Regions from separate parts of the Mus musculus genome. Here all the other regions are linked to region 1. Evidence: chromatin contacts called from public HiChIP or PLAC-seq and promoter capture Hi-C data. All regions are on one chromosome and are shown on one strand. The core of a region is the stretch at or near the end of the contact, and the rest is flanking DNA. Distances in the headings are between cores, read along the strand shown.

What was found. Promoter capture Hi-C pulls out the DNA fragments that hold promoters and counts their contacts. HiChIP or PLAC-seq counts read pairs in DNA pulled down with a chosen protein or histone mark.
Region 2: an H3K4me3 HiChIP or PLAC-seq map of forebrain shows a contact between it and region 1, with 4 times the contacts expected there. The contact joins the enhancer-like site here to the promoter of Gtf3c1 in region 1. A contact is called at or near these places in 2 of 39 promoter capture datasets (neural stem cells and stem cell-derived epiblast-like cells), 16 of 115 datasets of contacts at active chromatin or transcription factors (the 230-238 cell line, bone marrow-derived macrophages, embryonic basal ganglia and 8 more) and 1 of 9 other capture datasets (pancreatic islet).
Region 3: an H3K4me3 HiChIP or PLAC-seq map of pro-B cells shows a contact between it and region 1, with 2.2 times the contacts expected there. The contact joins the enhancer-like site here to the promoter of Gtf3c1 in region 1. A contact is called at or near these places in 12 of 39 promoter capture datasets (the C10 cell line, the HPC-7 cell line, cranial neural crest and 7 more), 9 of 115 datasets of contacts at active chromatin or transcription factors (the SCID.adh cell line, bone marrow-derived macrophages, embryonic forebrain and 6 more) and 4 of 9 other capture datasets (adipose tissue, embryonic stem cells, liver and 1 more).
Region 4: an H3K4me3 HiChIP or PLAC-seq map of bone marrow-derived macrophages shows a contact between it and region 1, with 4 times the contacts expected there. The contact joins the enhancer-like site here to the promoter of Gtf3c1 in region 1. A contact is called at or near these places in 11 of 39 promoter capture datasets (the 3T3-L1 cell line, 3T3-L1-derived adipocytes, cranial neural crest and 7 more), 1 of 15 datasets of contacts at CTCF or cohesin (the NIH/3T3 cell line), 19 of 115 datasets of contacts at active chromatin or transcription factors (the 230-238 cell line, the SCID.adh cell line, T-cell acute lymphoblastic leukemia and 15 more) and 3 of 9 other capture datasets (adipose tissue, liver and pancreatic islet).
Region 5: a promoter capture Hi-C map of neural stem cells shows a contact between it and region 1. The contact joins the enhancer-like site here to the promoter of Gtf3c1 in region 1. A contact is called at or near these places in 2 of 39 promoter capture datasets (the HPC-7 cell line and neural stem cells), 1 of 15 datasets of contacts at CTCF or cohesin (the NIH/3T3 cell line) and 14 of 115 datasets of contacts at active chromatin or transcription factors (the 230-238 cell line, the SCID.adh cell line, astrocytes and 11 more).

The regions. Positions count from the first base shown.
Region 1 is chr7:125,706,295-125,708,994 of GRCm38.p6, forward strand. Gtf3c1 (general transcription factor III C 1) reads right to left here and starts at 1,394. Exons shown (of 37, transcript NM_207239.1): 1 at 1,163-1,394. The coding sequence starts at 1,383. It overlaps D430042O09Rik (RIKEN cDNA D430042O09 gene), which reads left to right and starts at 1,576. Exons shown (of 28, transcript NM_001081022.2): 1 at 1,576-1,654. The coding sequence starts at 1,648.
Region 2 is chr7:126,065,612-126,068,311 of GRCm38.p6, forward strand. All of the region lies in intron 1 of Gsg1l (GSG1-like), which reads right to left. Among named protein-coding and RNA genes, the nearest start is that of Gsg1l, 15 kb to the right of the region's middle. Within about 2 kb of position 1,315, at least 24 of the 459 cell types and tissues checked have an H3K27ac peak or open chromatin away from gene starts, as enhancers often do. A contact at or near this core is called in forebrain and neural stem cells, where this site is marked.
Region 3 is chr7:126,166,152-126,168,851 of GRCm38.p6, forward strand. The region is part of intron 4 of Xpo6 (exportin 6); the gene reads right to left. It also overlaps the pseudogene Gm17137. Among named protein-coding and RNA genes, the nearest start is that of Xpo6, 33 kb to the right of the region's middle. Within about 2 kb of position 1,365, at least 32 of the 459 cell types and tissues checked have an H3K27ac peak or open chromatin away from gene starts, as enhancers often do. A contact at or near this core is called in the HPC-7 cell line, the SCID.adh cell line, neural stem cells and 1 more, where this site is marked.
Region 4 is chr7:126,115,628-126,118,327 of GRCm38.p6, forward strand. It overlaps Xpo6 (exportin 6), which reads right to left. Exons shown (of 24, transcript NM_001311143.2): 15 at 181-325. Among named protein-coding and RNA genes, the nearest start is that of Gm30807, 17 kb to the left of the region's middle. Within about 2 kb of position 1,439, at least 7 of the 459 cell types and tissues checked have an H3K27ac peak or open chromatin away from gene starts, as enhancers often do. A contact at or near this core is called in bone marrow-derived macrophages, where this site is marked.
Region 5 is chr7:126,039,992-126,042,691 of GRCm38.p6, forward strand. The region is part of intron 1 of Gsg1l (GSG1-like); the gene reads right to left. Among named protein-coding and RNA genes, the nearest start is that of Gsg1l, 41 kb to the right of the region's middle. Within about 2 kb of position 1,365, at least 42 of the 459 cell types and tissues checked have an H3K27ac peak or open chromatin away from gene starts, as enhancers often do. A contact at or near this core is called in neural stem cells, where this site is marked.

The DNA.
Region 1 (2,700 bases), core at 144-2,643:
GGATGCCCACTTCACCCCCTGAGCCTCCTCTTCAGGGTGTTGTAAAACTTTCCACGCTCCCTGCTTCCAAGCGTACTCTTCAGGCGCACGCAGTTCACTTCTCTCCCGTTAAGCTATTCTACTTGGTGTTGCTTGTTCAGAGCACTCTGCCAAGTGGCCGCCTAAATCTAAACTTATCTGGTTCATTATTACCTCTAGAACCTCCTCTGACCTTCATAATATAGCTTAAGAGTTCCAACTTGCAGGGCATGGTAGGGCATGCCTGTAACCCAAGTGCTAGAGTGCAGAGGCAAGCGGGTATGATATGAAATCACACTGAACTGTATTGTCAGCTCTTTCTTCTTTTTTTTTTCTTTTTTTCTCTTTTCTTTTTTTTTTTTGGTTTTTCGAGACAGGGTTTCTCTGTGTAGCCTTGGCCTCGAACTCAGAAATCCGCCTGCCTCTGCCTCGCAAGTGCTGGGATTAAAGGCGTGTAACACCAAGACCAGCTCGTCAGCCCTTTCTTAACAAAAACTTGTACAGGGGAGTAAGGGGTGGGCTGAGGCTAAGGGCAGAGCATGCAAGGAGCTGGATTCTGCTCCTGGAGAAGGACAGATAGGAGAAGGGAAAAGTGCATTTAGCAATCCCTGAATCCTGTACTTAACCTAAGGTTAATCCCTTAACCTCTCGGCGTCAGTTTCCTCCTCTGTAAAATGAAAAGACAATAGTGTCTCGCTCAGTGTCGCGGAACTGAGTTCTGTCGCTTCCAGAACTGGGTCTTGGAACCCACCTATGGGAAGCGCCCAGTCCACCTCGGCTACTCTTTCACTGCTATTCGGGGCTATGCAGACCTCCAGTGAGCTGCCTTAGCTTTCGGAACGAACGCTCCCTAAAGGTCCCTGAAGGACCTCACCTAGTCCCACTTTTTAACCACTTTCCTACTCCCGTCCTATCACCCAACTTAAAGGAACTCTTTAGACTCGCTCCTTTAACACACTGGGAAACAGTTCCGTCACAGCGGATACCCCATCCCCCAGCTCATCTACTCCGGCCTGCTAGGGCGCAGAGCTCAGGTTTGCTCGCCTCCCGCGCCCATCCCCCACGTCCCACGGTCCCCGTTCTGCATCGCACCATCCTGCCCCGCTCCAGGCTCTCAGCCCTCGCCCCACCCCTGGTGGCTGACCGGTCTTGGAGCTGCAGGTCAGGTCTCTCTCGCGGCTCCTCGTAGAAACTGATGCCCGGGTGCGTGGCTAAAGCCCGCCACAAAAACTCCTGCGTGTAGGGTTCCAGAGGCAATGGGAAGGCAGGCGAGCGGGATTCCAGGCGGCTCCACAGCGCGGGCAGGCACAGGCCGTCGAGCCCCTCCAGGGCCACCTCGTCCAACAACGACTCGAGCGCGTCCATGGCCGCTTCAGTTAGCAGCGCCCGGGGCGCCTGCGCACCTCGCCGCCGAGGCCAGGGCCCAATGCGCCTGCGTACAGCGATCCGAGGCCTAGGGAGGACTGATGGGGAGTCCCAGCGCTCCGCCGTGACGTCACGCTACCCGAGGGCGGGCTCAATGATCAGAGTTCCTCCTCCATTGGTCCGGAACCCCGTAGTAACCAGGGGAACTGCAAACACTGTCAGGGCCGCTTCCGGTTCGGGAGGCCGGAACCGCCGCCTCTAGGGATGGACGGTTAGTGTCCGTGGGCCCCGCCGGGAGGTTGGGCGGCCGTCCCTCATCCCTCGGAGGTGTCTCAGGGAGGAACGCCTAGCCACAGGGACCCCGGCCCAGGATGGTGTCCAGCCTGAGGGGAAGGTTCTGGCGGTGCGGGATGGGGACCACGGCTGGGAGTGGTTTTGTAGGAGTCCCTCTCTCAGACTTAGGGAGGGGGGACGGGGAAGAGATTGGCGCGGGGGAGGCGTGAGGAGGATTGCGGGGGTCCTGGGATGGGCGATGGGAATGTCGAAGTTGGTTGGCGGTAAGCGTGTCCCTTGGGAGTACGTTTGTCAGCTCCTGGCATCAGGAGTGGAGGGAAAGGGCTGGGAAGAGTTTTATGTGCTTCGGTATTGTTGATAACTCACGTGAACTGAGTACTGTTCGGTGCCAGGGTTTCTGTAGCTACTGACAAGTGCAAACGTTTCACAGCAGTCCTTTGGGATAGTCACTTATTTTACAGGCGAGGGAGCTGAGGCTCAGACAAGGCAGGCCACTTTGCCTGGCCAAAGTCAAATAGCTAATCAAGAGACAGCATGAGTAAGACTCCTGGACGATGGGAGTTTAAAATCTGAAAAAAAAAAATATTTTAGAAGCCTTCCATTCCAGAGCTTGCCAGTGCACATGTCTACGGGAGCAAGTTTGGTGGGCTGTGACTGATAAACCAGTTGCCAATCTGTACAGAAGCAGATTGTTTTTAGGAGCAAGTCTCAAACTATGATAGCCAGTTAGTTAGTCAGTCGTAAGGCTAAAGGCAGCCTGGTTAGAATCACTGTGGACACTCAGGCGCTCCCTGGGAATAGCTGTTCTGATATCCAGCTTTTCAGATGGGAACACTGATGTCTGAGGAGACTGGAAGGGTCTGTGCTGCTTCACAGTTCATTACTGCCCCTTCCTTCTGCATTGCTGTGAAAGCCAGTGGATGTAGCATGGAAAGACATGTTACCATCGAATGTGTTACATCTGCTTAAAGGGTGCCTTTGTCCTTTGTCCTCGAGGCACTATAAAAAAATGCGTTTTATCAG
Region 2 (2,700 bases), core at 65-2,564, 360 kb after region 1:
AGATCACACAGGAGACTCTCTCACAGGACAGAAGAACCCCATGCCACCCACTGTTCATCCACAGTGCCTGTGGGACAAAGGTTCAGAGGCCAGGATGGGGAGGGGAGTCTGCCTCGGTCCTAGTGCAGTGCTGAGCTGATCACAGACATGGGGTGACTGGATAAATAGCTGAAGTTCTAACTTTCCTCCTGCTTCTGAGTCCTGGCCACTCTCCCACTCATCCTTTCTCTTTACTTGAGTCTATCCTTAGCAGAGGATGGAGCTCCTAGGACAAGCCTGGTGCCCTGCCTAGCCACCTCTCACACACAAACACAATGCTCATAACACAGAAGGTACGGCAGGTCTCAAGCTGCTGGGAAACTGGCCACGGTCACTTCTAGACCACACAGAGGTTTCTACAAATCCCCTAGTCACTGGGGGCAGCCAGGAAGGATCGAGGAATGGCACTGCCCTGCAGCAGCACACACACCCCACACACCCCACTCTCCACTGCACCCACACCTCCACATTGCCCTGTCCAGGTTCCAGACCAACCTGATCATCCATCACCCATCCACGCAGCATCCACCATGCCCAGGGCTGAGATTCGTGGCATTGGGGGCTGCCCTGTTGGTGCCCTGAAGGAGAGAGTAAACTTGCAGCTGGGGTGGACTGAAACATGCTGGGAACCGGAGTTGCACATCGTGAATTTCCGTTAAGACAGGACTACAGACTGCCTTGGGTGGCAGGGAGCAAGCCTTCTCCCACATTCAACCCCCAGGAGATGAGAAGGAGAGAGCATACCTGCAAGTATCAGTATGGAATGGAAACAAATCCAGAAAAGGCAGGACTCTGAAAGAAGCTAAGTCCTTGAGCCAGACTTAGAAGGAGAAAGAAATGAAGGGACGCAGGCGAGGAGGAGGAGGAGGAGAAGGAAGCCATCACCCATTTGTGAATAAAGGAGAGTTCAGAAGGTACCCCTCTCATACCCAAGGATAAGAAGTAAGCCAAAGGGAGGGTCCACACCAGTAATCTCAGGATTTAGGAGACAGGAAGGAGCCAGCCTGGGCTACATAGCCAGAGAGACCTCATCTCAAAGAAGAAAAGAGAAGAAAAAGCCAAGAAGAATAAAGAGAAGGAGGGAGGAAGGAGTCAAGCAGGCAAGCTAAACAGTAGCCTGGCATACGGGGGTGGGTGGGGTGGAGGGAGTGGGGGTGTGGGGTGGTCAACCTCCTTCTCACGCACTCACTGTGAGAAGTGCAAAGTCATTCACATTCCCTAGGGAAACACAAACCCCCAAGAAGCCTCCAGCGCTCGCTCGCTCGCTCGCTGAGATACGAACAGATTTAGCCCAGGAGAACTGCCAGGGAGGCGAAACCGGAGCCAAATGAGGAGGGAATGGGCCCGGAAAGAGCTAGAAACACACAAAGGGCAGAAAGACACACTCAGAGGAGCGAACCGCAGGCTCAGTCCTATGGAAAAACTCACTCCAGCAGTGTAGAGCTCCAGTGGCCTGAAGCTCGGAGACTTACTTCACTCCCAGAGGACAAATGTGACGAGTCAGAGCCATAGCTAGCAGAGCTGAGGGACAGGCGACAAATTAATTAATTGGTTTATTTCTATTTATTTTATTTATTTGGTATTCTTTTGCAGTGGAAGCCAGGGCCTTGCTAGGTAAGCGCTCTCCCACTGAGCCACATCCCCAGAACTAGTTTTGGTTTTGTTTTTGTTTTTTTGTTTTTCAAGACAGGGTTTCTCTGTATAGCCCTCCCTGGCTGTCCTGAAACTCACTCTGTAGACCAGGCTGGCCTGGAACTCAGAAATCGGCCTGCCTCTGCCTCCCAAGTGCTGGGATTAAAGGCGTGCGCCACCACCGCCTGGCTTAATTTTATTTTTTATCTTTCTCTCATTTGCCTGCATTTTGAGACAGGGTCTCACTTATAGACCAGGCTGGCCTCAAACTCACAGAGATATGCTTGCTTCCACCTCCAGAATGCTGGGATTTGTGGGAGGGTGGGCAGTAGATGTGTGACATTCTCCAACCTACCAGGCAAGGGTTTCCCTTTCTTTGATATGTGTTCTCTGTGCTGGAGCTGGAACTAGGACCTAGAACCTTCTCTGTCATTGGCATCACCTTGCACATCTTTAGAAAACCAAAAAGAAGCAAACGCAGAACACAACACAGGGAAAGCAAGATCCACCATCTACTAGGAGGCCTTGAAGCTGGTCTGGCATGGACACACCCTGGGCACAGGGCAGAGGAGTGGGAGGTGGTGCGGGTCTGCGATCCCAGCACTAGAGAGGCAGAGGCAGAAGGACCTCTGAGTTACAGGCCAGCCTGATCTATACAGAAAGTTCCGGGCCATCAAGGGTTACACTCAGGATGGGTAGGGGTAGAAAAGTGGGAGGTGCTTGAGGCCCAGAGATGCCAGGAGCTGAGGAAAGGGCTCTAAACTGTCTGGAATGCAAATGCCAGTGATGAAGCCAGAATAAACCCCAGCAAAACTGTGAGACAGAAAAGAAGAACTGACCTGGAAGACAGACCGGCAGTCAGTCCCATCAGTGAGTGTGTTCTAGAGGACTGGAAATGGACGAGCGTGAAGATTAAGACCTAGAGCGCCCACAGCTGCAGAAGGTGGAGGGACTTGAGCAGCAGGAAATCCAAGTTGGTAGTGGCAGCTGAATTAACGAAAGGCAGCCTGGTGGTTTCCCAAATAGTAA
Region 3 (2,700 bases), core at 115-2,614, 460 kb after region 1:
ACATGGCTCAACTTCCATTCTACTGTTCCCTGGTCAAGTTGAATTTTAAGAAACAGATCATCTATCAGGTGGCCACCATCATTCTTCTTAGTTTCTCCCGGTTTGTCAACTCTGAGCAGTGACCCTTACCATCATGGGTTTCTCATGACCTGCCAGAGACAGCCAAAATGTTTTAATTACACAGCATGGAAAATATCTAGTAACATCTTCCTCATCTTTGCCATTGTTTTCATCATCACCTGGCAGGCCTCCTTGCCCTCTGGTTCTTGCACCACACCCTGGTATGCCCACTAGAGCTTGCTCACTCAGGCCTTTTCCATCAGTACCACCTCAACACCATGACGATGATGCTGACCTTCTGGACCTACCTCTTTTTGCACATGGTCCACAAGTTCATAAAAGCTAGTAGATGACAAACATACTAACAGAGAAGAAATAAAAAGCTCAGAGAAGAAGGCCACATCTTCAATAAAATCCTAAGAGTGGCTAGGGAGATGGCTCAGTGAAAGAATATACAGCAGGTCTGGAGAAATGGCTCCATGTCCAAGAGCACTTACTGCTCATGTAGAGGACCCAGTTCAGCTCCCAACACAAATACCAGATGCTCCTAACTGCCTACAACACCAGTTCCAGAAGATGCCACACCCAAGGGTATCTGCATTCACACAGTCTCTCACAGATACATGCAAATACACACCAATTAAAAATAGTAAGTTTTTAAAAAGAGCATATTGCTCTTCCAGAGAACCTGAGCTCAATTCCCAGCACCCACATTAGTGGCTCACCACCACCTATACCTCCAGATCCAGGGGATACAACACTCTCTCTCTTCTGGCTTCAGAGGGCACATGTGCACACACTAAAAAATCTTTTTAAAAATCATCATAAGACTGTATAAGTGGTAGGTGGTGGTGCATGCCTTTACCCCAGCACTCAGGAGATGGAGGCAAGCAGACAGCTGTGAATTCAAGGCCAAACTAGTCTACAGAGAGTTCCAGGACAGCCAGGAATATAGAGAAACCCTGTCTCAAAAAACAAAACAGAATGACTGAACCACTGTCCTAGCTACCGCCCACAATAATCTATAAAGTGCAAAAGCTAATCCACTTCCCCTATAGAGGATACCAGGCTCTGATGAAAAGAGAGAGAAAGGGAGAGGACATTCGTTCCCTTCCCTTCATCATCCAGATGCCCTTAAGCCGGACTCTCAGCAGAAGCGAGTCTGGTTATAGCTTCTGCTAGCAGAGCTCTCCCACTCTCTGCGCTCCCTTTCTATTGCTTTTGAGAACCTTCCTCACTTCTGAGACCTTAAGAGTTTGGACCTGGTTGTTTGCCTTTTAACTCCCTGACCTCTAACCAGGGTTGATCTTAGACCTCATTCTGTCAAAGCTAGGACAAGGTTCCACCTTTCTAAGGTTCAAAGCTAGGACAAGGTTCCCAGCTGGGTTACAAACCAAAGCCAAGCTGACTTTAACTTCTTCCTTCCTGAAGCTCAATGAATTAACTGAATGTGGCAGTGTGACCTTCCCACCTCCTCTAAAGCAAGGGCACTTCCTGGAGACCGCTGGACTGCCTCTGCAGCTGCTTTCCCAGCTGCCTCTCGGGCCTCTTCTTTCCTGTCCGTTATTCTAGCTGCTTTGGGTGATTGGGAACTACTTCTAATCTGTACTCACTAAATATTTGGAGTTTCAGTTTCCAAGACACAGTTGTAGCTAGCTAGTACCTAAGGAAACATTTCAGAGCAAATTTTACTGTTGACAGTTTTGGGTTTTTTGGTTTTGTTTTGAAGCTAAAATATAGTAAAGGCTAAAACATGAGAATGTGTCAAGCAAGTAAGAATGGAGTCACACACCTTTGAGTCCAGCATTGGGAAACAGAGACAGAGGCAGATAGATCTCTGCTACTTCCCGGCTAAATAGCACAGTGGTGAAATTCTGTCTCCAAGAGAGAAAACTAAGGAACTAATTATAGTAGACTTTTTTTTTAATTGCCCCCACATAATCCTTTACTTGAAAAAACTGGAGAAAACATTTAATTTTTCATTTTTATTGTTCTTTTATCCAGAAAGGCAATTAATATATAATTAAAATTCTAAACACACTTAGCTTCTGCATCTGACTTAGCAGACAATAAGTACCTTTGAGCTGCAGATCAAATTTAGGTTTCTAGTGAGCCATCCGTTTTTATTACATACCTATTGGGGAAGAAGTAGCCACCCTTGTTTCTCAGTAATCTGGCCTTAGGTAAAATGTGTCCAAAGGTTTGGCTCAGCAGACTTCAGAAATCTGAGGAACGACCTTACAAAAGGGGCACTGACCCACAGACTACAGGGTGGGGAGGAGCATGGTCAGTCTCACCTTATTACTTCCTTTCCCAATGTCCTAGAAAGGTATAAGCAACCTGCAGAGAGCTGGAGGCTGATCACAACACAAACTGCAGATTCCCTACCAACTATCACAATATACTCTTGACTGCCAATGGATCAAGGTAGAACTGAGTCCAAAGAAACTTTAGATAGCTAACATACGACCGCCTGATGATGAAATTTACTCTAAAACCGGTTTGGTCCTGTTTATCAATCCCAAGGCTGTGTAACACACACCCCAGCAGCAAACATTCCACAATACTTCTATCAATGGCTATTTACAGTTTGTGGTTATTTCCTGACAATTCTGAAACCACTAGAACCCTCCTTTCACC
Region 4 (2,700 bases), core at 189-2,688, 410 kb after region 1:
CATGCTGTGGCAATCATGCACGAACAAATAAATGCAATTCAAAAAAAAAAAAAACTTAAGAGAACATGAAACAATCCAGTTGTTACCACCCAGTCAGGATAGCATTTTGGTCTTGTGGTAAACAGGACTATAGAGAGAGTCAGAGTTAGGTAAAAAGTGCAACATTTTCTGTCTTAAGACCTTGGTGCTGATGAGAGGTGTGATGGCGTCCATTGTGGTAGAGATGAGTGTCACAAACTGCTGTGTGTTCTGTCGATGGGCTTCACCGCAGTACTGCGCCAGCCAGTGGGAGTAGGCCTGGAGAGCCGCAAGTGACTGAGCGTGCCTGCGGGAAGGAAAGAAGCAGTGACCCGGGAGAGCCAGGTGAGTCTGGTGGCGTGGGCTTGTCTCCACCTCCAGGGGGAAGACAAGAACTCCATGCGCGCTGCAGAGCATTCTAAGACAGCGACAGCAGGGAAGTCAGTCACCTGCTCACACTGTCTGGAGATGAACACACACTGCAGTTCCTAAACATTTCCCAGATCTCAGTCTTTCTGTGGCACGTAGTTTATTTAAGAAGATAACAAATATTAGGGGAAATATGCTAAGTTTAAAAACTAAAAATTTACTATGGTCTAGGTAAGTAACAGTATTTTTGACAGAAGATTTCAAAGCTCACCTTCCCCTCTAAGTATCTGTCCACCTAGAGCATCCAGGTATTTAGTTTCTGCAAAGGCTTCTCTGGATCACACATTTATAAAATACACACTTAAAGTTCACAATGAAACCAGGCATAGTGGCACACTTGTGACCCCTGTACTCCAGAGACTGAGGTGAGAACACTCCAGGTTCCAAATCAGCCTCAACTACAAAGTGAAACCGTGTTTAAAAACAACACTGAAAATAGCCAAATAAACAAATGAAACCCCAAAACATGCCAGGTACATCTTTTATCTTAGTTCTTGGAGGCAGAAACAAGCAGATTTGAGTTTGATGCCAACATGGTCTATCTACATAGTCTATTCCAGGTCAGTTAGAAACAGAAAAAAAACAAAAACAAAAAAAAAAAAACAAAAAACAAAACCAAAAACAGAACACATACAATTCCAAAAGCTCCCAACTCATCAAAGATGATAAACAGGTCTTACAGAGGCAAGGCAGAAGTCTATCTAGTTCAAAACACTAACCAACACGGCTACATACAGCTTTTCTACAGTCACCACCAAGCAATCTGAGTTGATACCCTGACAAGATCTAAATACAGAGTTCCCCATCAGATGGGTACCATGAAGATCCCTTAATGCAAACTGATGAATCTTAATTAAAAAAAAAAAAAAAGACTATATGGATTTTTACTCAAAATAGCGTAATCACTGTTTTGTTTTATTTCTGACTAAGTATAAACAGAAAAAAAAAATCCCTTAAAGCCAGCTCCACTGTGTTCTTGCCTATTAAAGACACATTCAGGAACCACTTCCTTATTTACTGACTCTACAGCATTCTCCAGCAGTATCCTGCACCAAAGGAGGTCTGGTTCCTTTTAATGGAGAAAATATTATGTTAAACAGCAGGTCTTAGATATGAGGGGCAGCCAGTTTCTAGAGTCTGCCCATGGTCAGAGCTAGGATGTAGACAGGAATCACTTCAAATTAAACAGCATCAACAATGATCCAAGTGCTTACTGACATGATGTAAGACATAGAATGCAGCCATCTTATTACAAACACTTAGCCTAAACCTTGTTAAATCTGGACTGTAGAATATTCTTTCAACAGTAAACTAAGGCCTGGGCTCCATGATACCTGTCTGCCTCTTTCTTTCTGACACACCTCTACTCACTCACAAATCATATATAACTAGGGACTACTCTAGATTACAGGAGACTGACTTAATATTGGATCATGATCAAACCTTCAGCTATGTGTGTAAATTAGATATTAGCTTGCAGCTTTTTAAGTGATTATAATGGTAATATAGTTCTATAAAGTAGCCCTGTTTCTAGGAGATACCTGAAGTAACACCCTATCTACAATGTATCAACTTGCTTAACAAAAACAAACAAAAAGGACCTAAGTATGCAAACACAAAGGGGAAAAAAATCCCTAGAACCAAAATCATAACTCCAGGGAAATGAAGGTATTTTATTCTATTCTATAGTTTCTTTGTTTTGTTTTCTCTTTTTAAACTATATTTTACAGACTTTCAAAATCTTTTTGTTAAGAAAAAAAAAAAGGAACTAAAAAGCACAAAGCAGGAAAATCTAGAAGGTCTTAACAGGAAGCCAGTTTCTTTGTCACATTCAGAATCCACTGAGCAGTCTATCTTTTACTTATAGTCCAAGAACCAAACTGAGAAACCCAGCAAGGCCAGATCAATCACTATGGTGCACACACCAGAGAGCTCCAAAGCAACCCTCCTACAACCCTGCCTGTGCAGCTGTCCTGATCAAGAGCCAATGGGCATCTTGCTTAGGAGTTGCCACACAGATTTCTCTAGTTCTCAAAGAGGAAAGTAACGTGTTTTAAATATAAGACTATAGTAAATAAGTCTCTTTCTTCTATTTATTTAATTTTCAGCAGAAGCGAATAACATTTTTTCTTTCCTTCTTTTTCCTTTTTGGTTTTTAAGGTTTTTGTTTTGTTTTCCGTTTCTGTTTGTTTTGAGGTTTTTTCTTTTTGGTGGTTGGTTTTTTCAAGACAGGGTTTGGAACTCACTCTGTAG
Region 5 (2,700 bases), core at 115-2,614, 330 kb after region 1:
AGCAGCTGGGTTCCGAGATCATTTACCTTGTTTTTGTATCCAATAATAATAACAATAATAATAATAATAATTTACTGAGCACCTACTATGTGCAGGCAGTGTAAGAGCACTGAGGACTTGGGGATGAATAAGGCAGGAAGCTTACATCCCAGCCTAGCAGACAGATAATAAATGACACATAAAAAAGGGTACCCTGAGTGGCACAGGTACTGTCGAGGGGTGGCAGGGTGAGTGTGGCTGACCGGGGCCAGGTTTTCTCCTGTGAGGGATCATCCCAGCTGGAACCAAATGAAGATAAAAACCAAGGGGAAAGACACTGCCCATCCTAAGTTCCTGGGGTAGAAATGAGCTCAGCGTGCCGGCAGGGGCAGCAGCAGGAGGAGGAAATGGAAAGGCAAGAAGGGTGGTGAGGTCACTCAGGCCCCGAAAGAACTGTGCGGTGGGGTGCTCACGCTCTGGGGAAACAAGGAGTGGGTGAGGCAAGAAAGCCAGGAGAGCCCAGATCTGTCTGCATTCTGGTTGCATTTTTACTCATGCTCATCATTGAGCCATCTTGTTGGCCCTTCATTGCATTCTAACAACTCTATCTGGAGGCTGATTGGTGGAGACAGACCCTGCTCAGGCAGCTTTAACATGAGAGGACTGACAGGGGAGATGAGAATCTTCTCTTCTTCAACTCGGGGGCTGCACAGACAGAGAACCACCTCAGGCCAAGGTAGTCTCCCTCTGGTCATCTTGGCTTCCAAATTTCTCTCCTCAGCCCCCCAGAACACAAACTTCCTCACTTCCCCAGCCTCTACCTGTACCCACCCAGTGGACCAGTCCTCCAGCTTCACAGAAGAGAGAAGCCATATCTAGTGGCCAATCAGCCTGGCTGGAAGGACATGGCTCCCCAGGAAACAAAGCCGACAGCGGGAGCGAATGCAGGCTGTAGGCAGCAAGCTCTGCAAAGAGAACCAGGCTGGGAGACCCCTCCAAAGTGTCACTCCTCAGGCCTTCCCAGAGTTCCCTCTGGCAACTGTTGACTCTCTCCATCCCCTCTCTATCATCATCCCCACCCCCAACAGAGGAAGCACGGGCTTGGAACTTAGAGTGGGAAGCATCTCACATGGAGCACCGTGCACCCTGGAGACAGTCAAATCCAAAGGGAGAGGCAGGTCTAGGGGGCAGGACGGCGGCTCTAGAGACCTTGAAACCTGGAATCAGGAGCCGAAAGGCACACTGCTGGCACAGCGGAGCTGCCCGCGGTGGCGTTCCGTGTACTTGGCAGCAGAAGACGGAAGCAGAGCCTAAAGAGAGGCTGGAGGGGGCCCAGCTTGGCTTCTCTTGAAGCTCGGGGCCTCCTCTCTCGGACAGGCAGCTTCTGTGCTGCCTCTCCTTATGCTGGTTCCTGGCCAACCCACATTGCTGCCAGAGGCCCCAAGAAGAGCCAGGGCTGTTAGGCGCAGCCCGACTGGCCTCAGTCTGTTGAATTACAAAAGGGTCCAGTGAGGGGTGTGGAGGGGCTGAAAGCCAATATCTGGGTGGGTGTTGTGAGGCTCTCAGTCTGCCAGGCCAGAAGGAAAGATGGAGTGAAAGGGGTAGCCAGAGTGTCCTGACGTGCCCGTGGTGCAGGCTAGACCCTTGTAAGGACTATGAGGAAGAATGTTTCACCAGGCTTTCTCTTCCTCGTGTGCTCGTGTGTTTTCCTCTGTGTTAGCATTTCCACATTCCTCTACATTGCATGGAATTAGGGCCCAGGGAACGACTTCAGTGGAACTCGATCATGCTGTAAAAGGTCTCTCGGCAAATAAGGTCTCATCCTGCGGTGCTGGGTCATCAATTTGGTGACACGGTTCAGCTCATTGCTTGAGTTAGCTCCGCTAAGCCTCAGCTTCTCCAGCTGTGCAATGGGCATAAAGACAGTTTCTCCCTTGGGATCGTTCTAGTGTCTGGGGAACTGCTAAGCACCCAGCCTGGCATTGCGGTTGCTCATTTGGAATCCTATGTGGCCAGCACAGGAATGTCCCTCTCTCTACACCTTCATCCTCAGGACCTGTTGCGATGACAAGACCAGGATGTGACAGCTATGCTGTCGTGAAGGTTGCAGGCTCTGAGATGGGAGACTTGAGGTACGGTGAACTACAGCGGCAGGGAGATGAAAGAACAGCAGAGAGATCAGAGACACACGGCAGCTACATTAGGTCCCCACCCTCCATCACTGGGTCTGAAGATGAAGAAGGGAAGTAAGAATCCAAAGATCGTGGCAATTTTCGAAAAAGCTGAAAGCAGCTTCAACACAGGGCCAGCAAGAAAATGGAGACACAGGTCCTACATCTCTAAGGAACTGAATTCTGAATATCAGCAGTAAGCTGGAGGCTTGTCTCCTAGACCCTTCAAAAAAATATCAGTCTGCAACAGCCAGACGTTAGCTACCCAAGATATGCTGTGCAATCGTGAGTTAGTGTTGGAGATGATAAGCTTGTGGTTACTTGTTAAGGCAGAAAAGGAGGCAGGCTAATACACCATGAAGTACCCATCAAGGGGGTGTGGACTGATGGGCCACGCCCTCCAGTTAGAAGCCTGGTTGACATTAGTGCCCCCTAGAGGCAGGAAGCCTCTCTGTAACCACAGAGAGCACTTCCCCCTACCCCCAGAACACACCCAGGAACAACTGGGATCCACACATCTGCCCTTGGAGCTGCCATGGTATCTTTAGGC